Regions from separate parts of the Mus musculus genome. Here region 1 is linked to region 2. The links are chromatin contacts, called in public ChIA-PET maps. All regions are on one chromosome and are shown on one strand. Each heading gives the region's core, a stretch centred on a gene start, on an enhancer-like site or on the middle of the called end of the contact. The rest is flanking DNA. Distances are from core to core; before and after follow the strand shown. Region 1 has its middle 19 kb from the start of Gm19585. Region 2 has its middle 23 kb from the start of Satb1.

Evidence for each region. ChIA-PET counts read pairs in DNA pulled down with a chosen protein or histone mark.
Region 1: an RNA polymerase II ChIA-PET map of effector CD8 T cells shows a contact between it and region 2, with 9 read pairs. The contact joins two enhancer-like sites. A contact is called at or near these places in 1 of 15 datasets of contacts at CTCF or cohesin (CD8 T cells) and 5 of 115 datasets of contacts at active chromatin or transcription factors (CD8 T cells, DN3 thymocytes, Th17 cells and 2 more).

The regions. Positions count from the first base shown.
Region 1 is chr17:52,167,206-52,169,905 of GRCm38.p6, reverse strand. No RefSeq gene overlaps it. Among named protein-coding and RNA genes, the nearest start is that of Gm19585, 19 kb to the right of the region's middle. Within about 2 kb of position 1,400, at least 82 of the 459 cell types and tissues checked have an H3K27ac peak or open chromatin away from gene starts, as enhancers often do. A contact at or near this core is called in CD8 T cells, effector CD8 T cells and regulatory T cells, where this site is marked.
Region 2 is chr17:51,854,170-51,856,869 of GRCm38.p6, reverse strand. No RefSeq gene overlaps it. Among named protein-coding and RNA genes, the nearest start is that of Satb1, 23 kb to the right of the region's middle. Within about 2 kb of position 1,434, at least 24 of the 459 cell types and tissues checked have an H3K27ac peak or open chromatin away from gene starts, as enhancers often do. A contact at or near this core is called in CD8 T cells, effector CD8 T cells and regulatory T cells, where this site is marked.

The sequences.
Region 1 (2,700 bases), core at 151-2,650, 310 kb before region 2:
CATTCAAAATGGAAGCTGTGATGCTTCACATGATATTTTACACTTTATGTGTTGAGTATATTCTATGCACTTATTCTCTATCAAAAAACAAAACAAATAAAAGAAAACAATTTCATGACAGAGTTAGAGCTAGTAAAACAATTAATGTTATCTTCTTTTTCATATTTCGTGTCTATAGCCTTCCTCATCTCCTTATATTTAATCTTTTGTGTTCTCCTCTCTTCACATTCTCCTATACCCTCATGTACATTTGGTCACATATGTACATAAATAATTGGCTGGATCCTACATATGACAGAGAATTACAGCTTGTTTCTCTTTGAGAGTGTATTATGATCTTGCTTAGTATTATACACTCTAAGTCCGTTCACTGCTGTGCAAATTTTTACACTTCATTTTTCAGAGATACTGCCTCCCTCTCCAAGGTGGAAGGGGAGGGATCCTAAAAGTTACCATTAGACATCAGCATGTTTGCCATTGTATAATTGCACCTACATTTTTACGCACAAATATGCATCCATACTCGAGCGAGCACACACACACATTTAATAAGTTAATCATAACTAATAATGGATGTCCTTTCATTTGGAAAGTTTGTCTAATACGTATTTGGTCATTGAAAGTGGAATTTATAGAGATCACAATGTGACCACAGATGTTCCACAGAACCAGAATAGACATGTCGATATAGAACCCCTCGATGGCTCACACAACCTCAAGTACTTCTACATGAAATGCACCCATCTAGACATGAATAAAGGCCAAGATCTGTCTTCACATTTAAGGAGGCATCACTACATAATCAGACTGTTACGGAGACCCATTCAGCATCATAACATGTGCATCCATGAAGGTCTGGGTCATTTAGAACAGCGTGAAGAGTGTTCTAGGAGAAGGAGAGTATCCACGTCACTGTCCCTTTCTTTTTACTTGACTGTTTTCCTACACAAGTCTGTAAACTGATGATATGAAATTGTTTTCACTCCCTGAGTGTAGCTTAGAATCTCACATGTAGTTGAACCCTCAAAAACAGTTGCAGGGACAAATTATGACTGAAGAAAGCATGTAACAATGGTTAACAGAAAGAGATGCAAACAGCTGTCAGAGTACAATTGAGTGCCACTTCCTCTCCGTGTGAGTGTGTGTGTGTATTGGGGGAGGGGGGTTTTGCGGGGTGCATGTGTGTGTGTGCTTAGGGAAGTTCTCAAAATATTTTTCATTTCGTTCCTTTAAAAACAATTACTGGCAGTAATACACTTAGTATCATCCTTCTAGTCCAAGTGGTCTGAGGACATCTCCAAAACAGGGCACAGAAAGGAGGAGTGACGTGAACATAAAGCCAACCACATTCCTTACACATCATGCATTGCTCCTCATGATGAAACCATCACCACAGAAATGTGGCAACCACTGGAGCTTTTTGAGAATACAGGATCTGGGGCCCACCTACATGCTGCAGAGACAGACTGTGCATGAGAGTGCAATTCTTGGCTGCTTCACCCGTGCTCAGTTCTGAGGAATACCTGCCCACTTCAGTATCTGAACAGTCATTCAGTATGATATCACAAACGTGAGGTCAGACAATGCTGTGGTCTCATGTCCAGTGACTACGCAAGTGACGGCTACATTAACCAAAATACAGAAGAGCAAGGAGAAACTGGTTTGAAGTGGCTGGTGGGAGGAACGCACAGATGCCCCTGGGTTAGGAAAAGGGGAACTGGGTTGCTCATCCTTTGAAACCAACCAAACTACAAACTATTAAATATAAGTCTCTTCTAATACCAGAAGTCCACAAGTACAGACCTCACTAATGTGGGATGGGGGTAGCGTTGGGCAAAGACAGTCATTTGAGATTGAATGCATGTAAAAGGAGGTAACTCTTCAAGTCAAAATATTTAAAGCCATTGCTCCACCCTCCCAGCTCTCCCTCTGATAATGTACCATTTCTCTCCAAAATTCTTTGAACCAACTCGCCCATTTTTTTCCATGCTTACTCCTTGAACATTAAATGCCAAGAAACACATCCCCCTCAAATCCTCTAAATCCCATTTTGGGTATCCACTCTGCGTAAAATGCCTGCTTAAAAAGCTTTTTAGCACATTGTTTTCAGATGCCACCTCCAATGTATTTCCCTCATTTTTATAGTCACCAAAACCTACCGCTCCTATGATAACCCTTAGGAAACTGGAAATGAAGTCTGTTTTTATAACATTTTAAAAGCCTAGCCTTCGTTCTATGTTTTTGTTACTCTTCTTTTTTTTTAATGATTATGTTAGTTGTCTGAAAATTGCCAGAGGCATTAGTTTTTCTTAAAGAAAATGGCCTGAAATCATTTATATGGGCTGTGTAAAAAGATACATAACGATAGGAGCTTGGACAACGTAATATAGTGGGGATAAGGAGACAAACAAATCCAACTTGGTACGGTGTTCCCTCTATTGTCAGATCCCCCGAGAACCCACCCTGTCACTTTACAGGGAAACAGGTTACTATGAACACATGTCACAGCGGAGAACTGAATGCTTCTGTCAGCAAGAGATCTGACCAAGCTGCAGTGAAAGCCACTATGAGCAAGGCCAGAGCATGGTGTCTTGATCATTCACATCCCTTGTCATGGTGACTCTTCTGAATATGGCTCAGTGGGTAAAGGTACATTCTGCCAAGCCTGAGGCACTGAGTTCTCCCTCCAGGAACTATCAA
Region 2 (2,700 bases), core at 185-2,684:
CAAAGAGTGTTTCAAAGACCAGTATCACTCCACTACCTGAAACTGGCCTGAAGTAAGATGAATACAAGTGAGAGCTTGTGTTTAAAAACTTACACTATGGGGGGTCAAGAGACAGCTCAGTGGTTAAAAACAATGACTGCTCTTCCAGAGGCACTGGGTTTAATACCCAGAAACCACATAGTGGCTCACAACCATCTATAATGGGGTCTGATGCCCTTTCTAATATGTCTGAAGATAGTGACAGTGTACTCATTTAAGTAAAATAAATCGTAATAAAAAATATACAATGAAAGAAAGGAAGGAAGGAAGGTTAGTTCTGCTACAGATTGATATTGTCAAGACATCCTTATTCTTTATCAGAGGACATGCATGAGTGATTAGGGCACAGCCCAGTTTGGGTGTGTTGAACTGGCATGGTAAGTTCCTTGTGGCACAGTTTACCTACCATACGTGGTTCACAACCAACTGGGAAGACAAATCAGTTTAAGAATTATCATCCCAAAGCTTTACTAAGCCACTGCCCTTGGCGGCTAGGAATTCAACTCCAAATGGGTTGCACTGGAGGTGTTGGAGTTTGAATTGTGGACCAGACCTATCAACACTATCTGGGAACTTATTAGAAATGTAAATTCTAGGACTCCACCCAAGATATACTGAATCAGAAACCCTGGGAGGAGGCCCAACAAACTGTGTTTTAACAAGCCCTCCGAGATTGAGAGTCGGAAGCATGTTTGACTTTAACAACATCTGGCTTGAAAGCTCAAAGTGAACCAACTATGTTCAGGCTGCAGGAGAATGGAACTATTAATTAAATGTTTATTGTCCCTGCGCGACTCCAGAACTGGGCCTAAGGAATTCAGATCAGGTAAAGAGAAATAGGAAATGGAGCTTTCTTTAGGGACCAAGATGGCAAGATGGCACCGTTAGTAGATAGGGTTTTTTTGCTGCTGTTTACCCATACGACTTATGGCTCCACTTTCCCAAGCTCAACCCATTTTTGGAGCCCACATCAGTTTAGAATCCTTAGATTCTAGTTACATAGTTACTAAGTGAGCAGCTTGCTAGTTCAGTCTCACCACACAGTTCCTAGCTATCATGGCCAAGTTGGTGCATGTTCTAACTTGCTTGCCGGAGGCAGGAGTTCCCTCTTAGTTAAGTGGTACCATTTACTCTTCTCTCTCTCTCTCTCTCTCTCTCTCTCTTTCTCTCTCTCTCTCTCTCTCTCTCTCTGCCTGGGCTATGAGTTTAATCTTCCTGATGCTTTCCAGGAGGGCTGATCTGGTTTCAGCTTCAGAGCTGATCAGCCTGCAGAGTAACCACCTTATGTACTGTGTAACCTTACTAGGGGATGCCGATTGCTAGGTGAAGGCTTCCTAAGGTAATCACTACTGACGTGCACACAAGTCACCCAGGGCCCTTGGCCATGTGCAGTTCAGAGACAGTAGGTCTAGGGTGTGGCTCAAGAACCTTCCTTCCTTTCTCACCCCCTTCCTAGACGTTAGTTTTTGCTGTTTGTTTCATTTTCTTTGCAATGGGTCTGAGATGGGACCCTGGCTGACCTAGAACTAATAACTTCCCTGCCTCAGTCTCCTGAGGATTGAGATTACAGGCCCACTACAACACCTAACTGAAAATCTGCTTTTTGAGCAGGCTTTCCAGACCTATGTTGCTAGCTGCTTTTGACAATCAAGATTAACTGTAGTAATTTTTATACTTTCACCGTGCTTTCTCGCCAGGTTTAGGTGGTAGGGCGTCACATAGGGACCAGCTACCCTTCTTTGACCCAGACTGTCCTTCAAGTCTTTCTCAGTTGGGTGTGCTGGAACAAAGCTATAATTCCAGGGCAGTATAAGTTCCTGGGATGCCTATCACCTTACTGGTCTGGATGTGTCACTGTATCAACCTCAGCTGCTCACACCTGCTCTCTCGGTGTCCCACACAATCACTCATCATAAATCGTTTTGTCATGACTCATTTTCCCAGTAGGATAAAAGTTTTCCTGGAAGCTCATTTCTCTTCCAGGAAATGTGACCCTGCTTCCCACCCTCGAGTGTGTTCTGCAGGGCCTGTTAGGAGCAGGTGTCTACTTGATTTCAGTGGTTCTGTGCACTTAGTGTCTTACAGGGTCAGGAAGGCTGGGGTCTCTCTTATTTCTACTGAAACTCCATCTTTACCAGATGCCACAGACATCCAGTTCCCCAGGGCCAGGTTATTCCCTATCCACTCTGGGCCTAGGTGATTATGTGGACATTATTTGGAATTAGAAAACTAAAAACGTCAACTCTGGGGTCCAAAATCTAGTGTGTTTGCTAACATTCCCATGTGTCTTTTGTTTGAACTTGGGATATTCTTATGTATGGACTAACTACATACTGCAACTTGGAGCCTGAAACTTGAGTTGTCCTAAGCCATAGCCTCATAGTACAGCAAGTATCTCTTAGATATAACCTCCTGCATGGAGATCCTAGAAATATGACCTTGATCTTTCATGCTAGAACTTGCATTAGTGTGGGATTTACAACACAACCTAACCCAGAGAAAGTGCTAAAAACACAGTGTGCTGTTCTCACCCTGAGAAGCACATTCGGTTATAAGTGAGGGGTTACATTTCTTTTAAACTCCTAGAGATAAGATTGCTGACTGCTGCCAGCTCACAGGCCATACTGCCTCTCCCCTTCCGGGAAACCACATCTGCATTCC